Linked DNA regions of Mus musculus: region 1 is linked to region 2. A link is a contact called in public Hi-C data. All regions are on one chromosome and are shown on one strand. Each heading gives the region's core, a stretch centred on a gene start, on an enhancer-like site or on the middle of the called end of the contact. The rest is flanking DNA. Distances are from core to core; before and after follow the strand shown. Region 1 overlaps Skap1 (src family associated phosphoprotein 1). Region 2 has its middle 47 kb from the start of Hoxb1.

Region 1 (6,188 bases), core at 3,042-5,541, 79 kb before region 2:
TTCTAATGACTTAGGCCACCCGTGGGCACGAGCCACCACCTGTTTGATGCCTGGGTCACACTGCAAGATTCCCCCCTCCCTTCCTCCCACTTCTCCTTCCCCTTCCTCTCCTCCATCTTTTTTTCTTTTTGAGATGGGCTTTCATGATGTTGACCAAGTGGGCCTCAAACACCTGTGCTTGAGCTATCCTCCTGCCTCAACTTCCAGAGAGGAGCTGAGACTACAAGGTATACATGGCTGAATCCTAGTCCTAGATAATCGGGGAATCACTATGTAGCCAAGGCTGGCCTTGAACTGTGGCTACCTGTCTGCCTCTTCCTCCCTAGGCCTGGATTGTAGGCATGCGGCACCCAGCCAGCGCCTTTGTATTCTTTTCTTTATTTCATAATTTTATATATGAATTTCCTTTGATCATGCATCCTGCCCAACTACCACCGTTATCCTCTTATGCCCTCCCTTCCCACTGAACCCCTGTCTCTTCTCAAGTTCCCTTATTAGCTTCATGTTCTTTTGTCCCTTTTTAATTTTTTAATTGGTTATTTTATTTATTTACATTTCAAATGTTGTTCCTCTTCCCTGTTTGCCTTCCACAAGCCCCCCCTCCCCTTTACCTCTAAGAGGGTGCTCCCCACCTGCCTCAGTGCTCTATCATCCCCTTATGCTGGAGCATCAAGCCTCCACAGGACCACGGGACTCCCTTCCAATTGATGCCCAATAAGACCAACCTCTGCTACATATGTGGTTGGGGCCATGGGTCCCTCCATGTGTGCTCTTTGGCTGGTGGTTTAGTCTCTGGGAGCTCTGGGGTAGGGGCATATGGTTGGTTGATATTGGTGTTCTTCCTATGGGGTTGCAATCCTCTTTAGCTCCTTCAGATCTTCCCCTAACTCTTCCCCCTTTTTATTCTTCATAGAATACATTTTTCTGTTTAAGGAGCTCAGAGCTGGGGAAAAACCCAAAGTGCATTTTCCTGAACTTTAACCTAAAATCTTAAAGACATAAAATTAAAAGATTGTAAGTACATTTTACTACAGAGTTTTATTCAGAGCTGCAAAGGACTCTGCTCATTGTTACCTATAAAAATATTGTCTAAGAAAACATTTTCTGTCTTTCCAATAGAACGTTTAAAAAGAAAGTCCTGGATCTTGGTGAGAGTGTGGTTCAGTTGGTAGATTGCTCGTGCAGGAAATCCTGGGTTTGATTCCTAGCACTGCATAAAGCCAGGTATTGTGGCTTACGCCTGTAAGCCTAGCACTTGGGAGGTAGATGCAGAAGGATCAGAAGTTCAAGGTCATCTTCAAGTATATAGCAACTTTAGGGCCAGCCTGGGCTACATATGACCCCCATCTCTAAATAATAGTAATAATAATAATAATAATAATAATAATAATAATAATAACAACAACAATAGCAGCAGCATGGACCTGCTCAGTAGCATGTGTACTAAAACTGGAATACTATTAGCATGGTCCTTATGACCATAAATGGCATGCAAGTTTGTGAAAGGTTCCAACCTTAAGATGGATAGATAGATGATAGATAGATAGATAGATAGATAGATGAATACATAGATGGACAGAGACAAATAGCATTTTCTTTAAAAAGGAAGGAAGGAAAGAAGAAAAAGAGAAAGATAGAGAGCAAGCAAGCCAGCCTGGCCAGGTGGTGGTGGCAAACACCTTAAATCCCAACACTTAGAAGGCAGAAGCAGGCAGATCTCTGAGTTTGAGGACAGCTTGGTCTACAAAGTGAGCTCCAGGACAGCCAGGGCCACACAGAGAAATCCTGTCTTAAAAAACAAAACAAAATAAGTCTGATTATTTGAGATTGATCTCTGGGAGCCACATGGTAGGAGAGAATCTATTCCAGACGGTCCTCTGACCTCCACATGCACACTCATGGTACAACGTGACACTTCCATGCACACACACACACACACATGCACATAGGCACACACATGTGCACACACACAAATAAATGAGGTAATAAAAAAGAAACAAATTTCTCCATCTAAACTGTTTAAATCTTGTTACTTAGCATGAAAAATATGAAAATATTATTACATCTCTGAATTACTCGTATAAAATATTTATTTTATGAGATGCCCAAAGGGGAAATCTGCTTACTGATGCCATCACAGCAGCCCCATGTAAAAGAAAAGAAATGGGGTAATTTAATCTCAGAACCAGCCTCAAATACCTCCCACAAATGAAGGAATAAATAAGATAAACATTAGTATAAAATTAAAATGAGATCGATGCTCATCAAGGTTGCTCTGAAAGGACAGACGCTCTCCATACAAGAATGCAGGCCATCAGAGAACCCTCCAGCTTAAGCCAAGAAGCCAGTGAGAGGCCGGTGCTGGATCCGTCTCCCTTGGAGCATTTCAGACTGTGAGAACAGCAAGCCCTCAGCCCACAGAAGCAGAGTCCCCCGAAATCTTGCACTGCTGTGAAATCTCTGTACACACTCACTGAATGGCGTACAGCTATCACACACACTTGACACACGGCTAACCAATCAGTTGAGAGAGAGCCCGATATTTCTGTAGGTTTTTGTTTTGTGTGTTCTGCGGTGTTGGTGACAGAATCCAGGGCCTCATGAGAGCTAGGCCAGTACCCCATCACTAAGCTACAACCCCAGCCTCCTTCAGTCTTCCTTACTTTCTTTCAGTTGGTTTTAGAATTAGTGATTTACATATATATTTACTTTGTGTGAGTGTTTGTCATGTGCCACATACAGGCCTTGGGACAACATTTGAGAATCAGCCCTCTCCTTCCACTATGTGGGTTCCCAGGGACTGAACTGAGGTTGCCAGCTTGGGGCAAAACCCTTTATCCACTGAGCCAGCTCCCCAGGTTGCTTCTCCCTCCCTCCCTCCCCCTTCTTCCCCCTCCCTCCCCCTCCCTCCCTCCCTCTCCCTCCCTCCTTCCCTCCTTCCCTTCTTAATAAAAGGGTGGGAATGAAAACAGAAGAGCTTCTCTTTTGTATCTAGAGGTGGGTGTGTTTGCGTTGGTTGGGGTTTTTTCCCATTGTTTTTGTTTATGCTTTTGTTTTTGTTTCTGTTTTTCTGAGAGGGAGAGGGAGGGAAGGAAGGAGGGAGGGAGAGTTTGAGCCTTTTAGAGTTAGTTAAACAGACCATCTGGTGCTCATTTTTTTCTTCATTGGCATTCAAACTCTGTGCTAAATAGCAGAATTCCAGGCTAAAGAAAGGACTCAGTGGTTAAGAGCACTGGCTGCTCTTCCAGAGGATCCAGGTTCAATTCCCAGCACCCACGTGACAGCTCACAACCCTCTGTAACTCCAGTTCCAGGAGATCTGATGCTGTCTTCTGACCTCTGTGCACAGTGATACATAGATATGCACACAGGTAAAACACAGACACAGACACAGACACACACACACACACATACACACACACACACACACACACGAACACACACACACCCCAGGATTAAAGGAAAGAAAGATGAAAGCAAATCTTTAAACTTGTGAATACATAATTGCCCAAATAACACATTAAACATTAGTTTTCTTGATTATAAACAAAAGCCCTTCATTTAAATGTGTTTTGTTTGGGGAGTTTATAAGCTCAGCAACAAGTACTTAAGCATATTAGAACTATGCAATTAATGGTAATGACATTTGCAGCATACTACTTAAAAAAAAAACCTGTGCTCACTCTCAAGAGTTGTACCAGACTAACGTGTGTTTCTTTTTATGACACCAAGATGTCAGAATCATAGATATTGTCAGATTAAATCTGGTTTTCAACCTAAAATTCATGTTAAGAAAAAAAACACTAAAATTCCTGAAGAAAATCAAAATTCTTTATATAAGATTGTTGAGAATACTGTGTCCTGTTTCATGCAGACTTAAGGACCAGCCACCCACAATGAAACCTGCTAACAGATATGTTTGCTGTCTGTATTTTAAATGTCCTGGGTTTTGCAGAGTTTAGGCCATAAACCTGTTACACAAAGTTATTCCTTTATTGTTTCTTCCATTTAAGCATCTTATAAATCTGCTTGTCTCCTGTTGGAACTCCTTTGGTATTATTAAGTTTCACAGAAGGAAATAATACACCGTGTTTGTGTCCATTGGCTCTGGCTTTCACTTCCAACAGTGAGCGTGTAAGTGAGGAGCCCCAAAAAGGGGCCATCAAGAGAGGATTTATCTCTATCCCAATGATAAAAATCTTCTGTTTTTTATCCCTGCCTTCACTCTCAGTGTATGATTGCTGGCAGATGGTCTCCGCTGGATCAAACACAGAAGAAATGCCCCCACTGTTTCTCCAAATGCGTAGGTACGTCATCAAGTTTCTGAACATGGTTCATATCTGTTTCATCCCCGGGTCTCACATCTGGAGCTAATCCTGCAGTGACCACCACCATAAGGAAGAGTCTTGGCCGTCTTTTGTCCAAAGCATACTGCTGGGGCTCAGTGAGAACCTGGACTCGGAATGTGAAGCTGTCCGTCTTGAGGAGAGGAGGAGGTTTCACAAACAGCCACAAAAGGCACAGCTCGGGACATCAAACACCACAACAGAACTTCATTTCCCAGGAATCATAGAAACTGCCATCCATATTTCTTTTGTCCTATGTGAAGAATGTAATCCCTCCTTGGTACATTTTCAAGTACAATAATGCAGCTGTGGATACAGAAATCTTATTCCAGCATTGTTTGTAAGTCTGAGAAGGGAGCCTAGAGCTATAATATTGATGCTGTATATTTATGAGTATGGCAGGGACACAGAGAACCTAGAGTGATAATACTGATGGTGGCACACTGATGAGCAGGTCAGGGACACTGAAGAGTCAACACAACCATCACGTTCTGTGATCAGTCATCCTGGACAACAGGAAGGTGGCAAATGCTACATCCCACCAGCAGTGACAGAGTCAGACACGCCAATTCAAACAATTCCGCAACCATGGCATATACCACTGAGTCTGAGGCAGCCATGAAAGCCTAGGACCCAAGGCCCTAGGGTTTACCAAGGCTCAGGCAGGGCCATTTTTAATTCCCTTCACCCTTTTTGTTCCTCAGCAGTGCAATGTAAAGAAAGAATCAAGAGAACGTAAGCCATGAAACAAACCACAGAGTAGAAATATGAGTGAATGTGTGTGTGTGTGTGTGTGTGTGTGTGTGTGTGTGTGTGTGTACATATATATGGCACAGGCACACCCCAGTTTACCAAATCCAGAAATCATTATTGCTTTACTATGGCCAAAGGTGGAACATTTGAAATGGCCTCCAATAATTCTTCCATTGCTCCAGAATTCCTCATGTATAACGCACTCTCGGATTTGGTGATTTTTGAATTTTTCTTCACGTATTGCTTTTTTGGGGGGTAGATACAACGGTCATGCCACGTGAGTAAATGCTGCCACTTTGGCAAATTTTCAGTGTCTTGAAACCACTTGGTATCAACAGATAGAGGTGCCTAATACTGGCCAGACACAAATGGAACCATAGAGGTGGCATGGCTGAGGAAGATTCGGGAAAACAAGGATTCTGTTAGCAACACTGTGATTGAAGAGGTGGGTGGAAGGCGACCCCCAGATCTGGTTAGAAGAAAGCCTCCTTTCTCCATCTTCTTGTGTGGTATCTAACCTCCGGGTCCTCACTTCCTCAGCCATCGGATAATTATGAAACCCCGAATAAAGCATCATCTTTCTAGCAACAAATCGATGAACAGAAAGCCCTCATCAGTGATGCTCCCTAAAGTGCCCATCGGTTATTTTCAAATGTCCAACCCACAAACCACACAAATGTTCTTTGGAAGCCTTGTTTATTCCATGAAGAATGGGACTGTGTGTGTGTGTGTGTGTGTGTGTGTGTGTGTGTGTGTGTGTGTGTGTGTGTGCATGCGTGTGTGTGTGTGTGTGTGTGTGTGTGTGTGCATGCGTGTGTGTGTGTGTGTGTGTGTGTGTGTGTGTGTATGTGTTTCAAAAGAAGATTGAGGAGATCTGTGAGGGGCCAGGAGAGATGGCTTCTACACTTCCTTCCAGAAGACCCTGGTTTGGCTCCCAGCATTCACATAACAGCTCATGTCTGTCTATAACTCCAGTTCCAGGGGACCCAATGTCTTTTTCTGACTGCTATAAGCACCAGGCAAGTATGTGGTATACAAACATACATGCAGGCAAAATACACATATGCAGAAAATGTTTTTTTAAAAGGAA
Region 2 (6,417 bases), core at 471-2,970:
AAAGACTTGGAGGATGAGGAGCTGAAAATGGGTGAGTTGAGAAAGGGTCTAGCCTCCTCCATCTTTCCTTACATTTCACCTTCTATCTTGGGACACTATTTGGATGGAAACTAGAGTCTTATATATACAACCTCCTGAGCTTTTACAGAGGCTTTGGCACTGAAGGGTCTGGAGGTGTGACTCAGTCGTTAAAGATCACCTACCATGCCCAGGGCTCAGTTCAACCTTTAACACTAGAAAAAAAGGGGGGTGGAGGCAGGGAGAGAAGAGGAAGGAAAGGGGGGGTGAATGGAGGGAGAGGGAAAGGAAGGTAAAGAAAAGCAAGGCAGTGTGGACGGTGAGCAAAAGGGATGACCGGTAGCCCAGTCTATAAAGGAATGCATGGTAAGGGCTGCTTAGGAAGTCAGAGAGTCAGCAATCATCGAGTCCGAGGATGTTACACAAAATGAACCCGGTGGTCAAATACGGAGCCCTAGGCAAAGGTCGGGAAGAGTTATAGGGTTGGCTTATAGGGAAGAGCACTTGTTGTTCTTTCAGAGAAGTACAATTTGGTTCCCAACACCCACCTTGAGTGGTTCACGGCTGCCTTGAACGCCACCTCCAGAGAGTCCAACCTCCTCTTCTGGCTTCCGTGGATATCCACACAGAATACATAGACACACAGACACATAAATCAAACAAACTAAGTCTTTGGAGAAGCGGTTCAATAGTGGCACAGGAGAACATGTGTGGCTGTTGCCTAAAATCCTGGTTTGGTTCCCAGCACTCACATTGTGGCTAACAATCAACCATAACTCTAGTTCCAGGAGATCCAAAGACTTGCATCTGCAGGCAGCAAGCATATATGTGATACGCATACACACATGCAGGCAAAACACTCATCCGCATATAGAAATAAAAATAAGACTTGAATTTCACTTCTGATGCAGACTTTACGAAGTTAAAGTTCTTGACTTTTACAGCCAGAAGTTGGGATGGCTGGGCCAGGTCTCAATATCCCCCTCACCTTTGACACTCCAGAGTTACTGTTTTCTGCTACCAAAACCCTGTTTTATGTATCTTTTTCTAATTCTTTACTCCTTCTATATATCTGAAGCATCCTGGATCTTCCCCTGGGCTCTTCCTCTTCCTTGCCTTGAGCTTATTCTCTGGCACAGAGGAACCCCTGTTTTCTCCTATTAGACACATACGCCCCTGGAAAATGCAAGCAGTCTCTGACTCCCAACTCTTGGTGCCCCTGGTTCAATGCTTTTCTGGCTGGCAAGGCTCTCTGAGTCCCCCAGGCAGAGATGCCTATATTGTCCTGTGACATTCCCTTATGTTCCCTTAGGTGGCCCTTGCCCTACCCTGTCCTGTCCTGTCCCAGATTCCAGAGCTGCCTTGCCTGGAGTGGAGGGAGCTGGGAGTCTCCCACGGCTGTGCATCAGCCCCAGTCAACTGAACCCCAAGCCCCAGCTGCTTCAAGGGTGATGTCAGTGTTGAGGATCCCAGTTGTGCAGAGTCCACAAAAAGCTCCTTCACAGTAAAATATTCCCTCAGTCGCAAAACAGCAGTTTTGCATAATCTCCAAAACAAAAATTTAACAACCCAAGAATAAATATTAGTGAAGAGACGGGGCTTTCTCAAAGACAAAAGGCGGGGTGGAGGAAATGATCTGAGACAGACTGGCATCTTCCATCTCCTGAAACACATCACCCCAGCTCTCCCTGCCAAGTCCCCACCCACTCCACTCAAGCCGAGCTGCGTCCTGCCTCTCCCTCACAAGGAAACACGTGGCACCAAAGGGGTGATCATCTGCCCAGACTTTCTTCAAGAGGGAAAATGCCAAAACCACAAACAGCTGCCCCGGGAGCCTTCCGGCCAGATTCCAGACTCCAGCTCAAACCAGGAATCCCGATGACCTCATTCAGATCCAGGCTGTAACTCATTTCTCGAAGGCCAGCCAAGTGGCTAGCATTTCTACTGACCAACTGTGCAGAGTCCCTGAAAAGAGAGGAGACTGCCTGAGTGGTGGGTTCACGCCTGAGCCACCCATGAAGAGTGGGAGGGAGCAAGACTTGCATCAGAAGCTGGGGGCAGACAGCCTCTCCCTCCCCCAAAACCCACTGTGCCCCTTTAACTAGCTTCTCTGCTCACTAAAATGAAAGACATTCTTCAATTAAAGACTTGTTACCTTCCATTTTGGTCCAAGTGGAAAAGCAAATGAATGCCTGTGTGTGTCAGTTTTACTAAACCGCGTGGGAAAGCTAGAGGGCCAAAAGAAGGCAGAGGAACTAAGACGCTATCGGGTGCACAATTCTGCAGAGTCAGCACAGAAGAAGAAGTCTTAGAAGCCATGTAGAACAAACCTGTTGGCGTTTGCAGATGAGGAAAGCATAGCCCAGAGGAGGGAGAGTATCTTTCACCAAGTTAACAGCAGAAACTGAGACTTTGATCTTCTGACTGGCTCCTGGGCCAGCTACAGAAAAGGAAAGTTCAAGCCCTGGACTACAAGCTTTGCCTGGCTGGCAAATTTACCAAGGATCTTCCTGACTTCAAAACATCTGCGGGAGCTGTGGCAGAGTGGCCGGAATGGGCAGAACGGGCAGTGGGGGAGAGAAGACAGCATGGAGAGACTTCATCCACTTGAGGCGGAGTAAACAATTATGTTTTGGATTAGTGGAGCTGGAGTGGTAAAAAGCCCTTATTGCTCCTGCAAAGGACCTGAGTTCAGTTCCCAGGACCTATGTGCTAACTCATAATCACTTGCAGCTCCAGTCTCCGGAGATCATCTGATATCTTCTTCTGGCCTCCATGTGCTCCTATGCACACATGGAGTATATGCACCCACTCAAGTGCACGCGCAGACACATAAAAAAAGTGAGCTCTAGTTTAGTACAATCTAAGTAACATAAAACTCACTCTCTTAACCACTTAAACTCTTACTACATGTATTTATTTATTATGGAGGGGACACGTGTGCCACCGCACACATGCGGACATCAGAAGGCAGCTTGCTCTCTTCCAGCGCTGTGTGGATCCTGGAACTCTAACTCTGGTCGTCCAGTGTGGCAGCAGGTGCCTCGACCCCCTGAGCCATTTTTCCCATCCCCTCGCCATCTTGAAGGATGCATTAATGTTATTTGAAACTAAGTAGCCATTAAACAACACCTCCCATAGCTCACCTCATGCTGCCGCCTGGAAACCAGTGTTGTATTTTGTGTCTCAAGGAATTTTACTACCCATATTAGTGGATCCACCTGGTACTCATCTTTTCATAAATAGTTCACTTCATTTAATAGACTGTCCTTGAGTTTGATTCATGTTGCAACATGTCTCAAAATTTCCTCCTCTGGAGACTTGAGAGATGATGGCTCAGTGGTTAAGAACACTGACTGTCCTTCCAAAGGACCAACGTTTCATTCTCGGCACCCATGCTGTGGCTCACAACTCCTGTTCCAGGTGATCCAGCGCCCTCTTCTGGCATCTGTGGGGACTACACCCAAGTGGTAAACAGATATGCAGGCAAAACATCCATATGCATAAATCTTTAAATTAATTTAAAATGCACACTGAATGTCTAAACATTGGTTTAATGTAGTATTTACCTGTTTGCCTATTTTGTTTGTTTGTTTGTTTGTTTTGAGACAGGGTTTCTCCGTGTAGCCCCAGCTATCCTGCAACTTGCTTTGTAGACCAGACTGGACTCAAGCTCAGAGATCTGCCTCCTGAATGCTGCAATTAAAGGTGTGCACCACCAAGCCTAGTGTTTATTTTGAGATAGGGCCTTGTGTAGCCCAGGTTGGTCTCGGGTTCATTGTGTAGCTGAGGATGGCCTTAAACCCAGATGCTGAGATTACAGGGCACGCCCCCTACCTAACGTATCATTTCTGTATGACTCTCTTTGCACCTAAAGTCCTCGGTATAGGGGTTAAGGCCTGTCTCTTGTATTTGCTAAGATCTCTCCTAACGTTTGGGAAATTTCAAGGCAAGAGCAAGCCCATGTGCCCTCATTTTCTATGAGCCCTCAAAACATTATTAAGGTCCTTTTTTGATGACAGCTTTTAGATCGCAGTTTCTCAAAGATGGCATTACTAATGTTCCCTGCCAGATAAGTCTTTGATACCAAGGCCATTCAGTGTATCCTAAGGAGTCTATAGAGGGTTTCAGCAACATGCCTGGCTTCCACCCACTGGTTACCTCTGGCATTCCATTGTGACCATTGAAATGTCTCCAGACAGCACCAAACATCCCCTGCTCTTAGGGTGGGTAGGCGGCAAAGGAAGCTGTGAATCACTGGCTGAGGCTGAAGCTTGAGAAGGAAGGTCCCCGCTTTTAGTGCCTTGTGGGAATAGAAGAGATTTTGCTAGTAGAGCAGGTGAATGTTCATCGGTGCAGAGTTGATGAGTAACAAATTCGCACCCCCTGGGTCTCTCTGGATGGAAACAGGGAAGGTTCCATGTGAGTGAATTCCTGCCTTGAAGAAAATCTTCCTGTTAGATCCTTGGGGTAACTTTTTTTTAAAAAAAGGAAGTATGAGGTCATGCCTCGTGAGAAGTTACTGGAAAGAGCAATTAGTTCCCACCATTCAGACAGGATCCGCTAGTTCTCTGAACTTGGGGTCAAGTACATAAACGGTTCACTCTGAATGGATCCTACCTGGCTAAGGAAGAGAATCCCAGAGACCAAGCGACTTCTCTAATGTTGCACAGCATAATAAAGATGAAGCCAGGACTTGAACCCTCTTGGCACTGAGCATACGAAAAGGCAGGATCACATGGTCTAACCCAGCGTCCTCTCTTACTGTAGGATCAGATAGAGCAGAAAGAGGCCAGAAGTGTCTATGGGTGACTGTTTCCTGGAGGGTGACATGGGAAGAGGCTCTTCTTTGGGACAGGCTATTTCCCAAGATGCTCTGAGGTTGCTGGCTTCCGAGCCCCCTATCTGGATTTCTCCTTGTTGTGCACTGATAAGCTATCAAGCCCGACACACGGTCCACTGAGGAAGTGGGAGCCAGGGAGACCCCGAGGCCATCAGGAAAAGACTGGCAGAAAACAAAACAGCACAAAGCAAGGCATCCTGGGGGTAAACCTGCCGACTGAACTTCTATGAAGCAGGAAGACAAAGAAGAGTCAAGACTGGGAGAAAACTGGAGAGAGAAAAACAGGAAAGACAGAAAGACCCACAGAACCACCGAAATAGAACAGCGAGAGAGTTTCCCTCTCCTTTCTTTGGTGTTTAAATAATTTATTTATTGGTGTTTTGCCTTCATGGGGGGTGTTGTGTGAAGGTGTTGGTTCCCCGGGAACTACAGTTACAGATGGTTGTAATCTGCCCTGTGGGTGCTGGGAATTGAACCCAGATCCTGTGGAAGAGCCACTAGTGCTCTTAACCGCTGTGCCATCTCTCCAGCCCCTTCCCTTTCTATTAAAACATCTATTTTAAAAATCTTCTTATTGACCTGTAGGCCTCTCTTCTCTTCCTCCTCCTCCCCGTCTTCCTTCACCTCTTCTAGTGGAAGCCAGAGAATCTCAAGCACTAGTGAGTCCTCACCTTCCTTGCTTGAGACAGGACCTTTTTTTTTCCCCTGTGACTATGCCAAGCTAGCCAGACATTTTATCCTCCTACCCTTCCCTACTCCCTATAGAAGCACTAGAATTACAGACTCTCCAAGCTACCATACTCAACTTTACCTGGACTCTGGGGATTTGAACTCATGTCCTTGCACTTGCATGAGACATGCTTTACTCACTGTGCCATCTCCCCAGCCCTACATAGGTTATTTTCAAGTGTGCTTTTGTCCTATTTTAGTCTCCCAAGGGTTAATAATGCACACCAGATATTCTTAGAACTTATTGGTGATTAGACAAAGAATCAAATCTTCGAGAGTGATTTACTGTGTGTCTTCAGGAAAGTCACTCAACCATACTGAGCAGTGAGGCCTCCTTCTTACTTAAAAGGAATTTTTAAAAAAATGCAGAGATTACTCCAGCCAGCTCTAAGGAGAGCCCTCATTGTCTAACTCACTGGAAGTGCTAAGGAGCTGTTCTTTCATCTGGAACTACCTGGGGAGAGATTTTCTTTCCGTGAGCTTTTACATCCTCATTCATTTGAATTGGTGTTCTGGGAACTGGGCAGGGAACAGGTATTTTTATCTTACTTTAATGGATAAGCAGTAGCGTAACTGGTAAAAAAAAAAAAAAAATGGATCTCTCCTTTCTTACACTCCTCTGAGGACCCAGGGAAAGCCCAGCCATTCTTAGAGTGGTTTAAGAGAATGGTCTAGATTTTTGAGGAGGGGAAATTCTGCTCTTTCAAGAGGGGAAGGACCCACAGACCAAGAGGAAGTCAAGTCAAAACTCATGTTAAGATGCTCAAACCCCTGGACAGTCAGATGGGGCCATTGCTTTGACTGCTGTAGTTTCCTTGAAAGAGGAG

Evidence for each region. A called contact is a pair of places that touch in the nucleus more often than the background predicts.
Region 1: a contact with region 2 is called in a Hi-C map of nephron progenitors, with 1.8 times the contacts expected there. The contact joins two enhancer-like sites. A contact is called at or near these places in 1 of 39 promoter capture datasets (embryonic stem cells), 8 of 484 Hi-C or Micro-C datasets (CD4 single positive thymocytes, DN3 thymocytes, the G1E-ER4 cell line and 4 more), 3 of 115 datasets of contacts at active chromatin or transcription factors (double positive thymocytes, embryonic hindbrain and embryonic stem cells) and 3 of 9 other capture datasets (adipose tissue, embryonic stem cells and pancreatic islet).

What each region holds. Positions count from the first base shown.
Region 1 is chr11:96,491,339-96,497,526 of GRCm38.p6, reverse strand. All of the region lies in intron 2 of Skap1 (src family associated phosphoprotein 1), which reads right to left. It overlaps Gm38960 (a long non-coding RNA gene), which reads left to right. Exons shown (of 3, transcript XR_880182.3): 3 at 4,231-5,160. Among named protein-coding and RNA genes, the nearest start is that of Skap1, 30 kb to the right of the region's middle. Within about 2 kb of position 4,291, at least 4 of the 459 cell types and tissues checked have an H3K27ac peak or open chromatin away from gene starts, as enhancers often do. A contact at or near this core is called in nephron progenitors, where this site is marked.
Region 2 is chr11:96,409,179-96,415,595 of GRCm38.p6, reverse strand. No RefSeq gene overlaps it. Among named protein-coding and RNA genes, the nearest start is that of Hoxb1, 47 kb to the right of the region's middle. Within about 2 kb of position 1,720, at least 81 of the 459 cell types and tissues checked have an H3K27ac peak or open chromatin away from gene starts, as enhancers often do. A contact at or near this core is called in nephron progenitors, where this site is marked.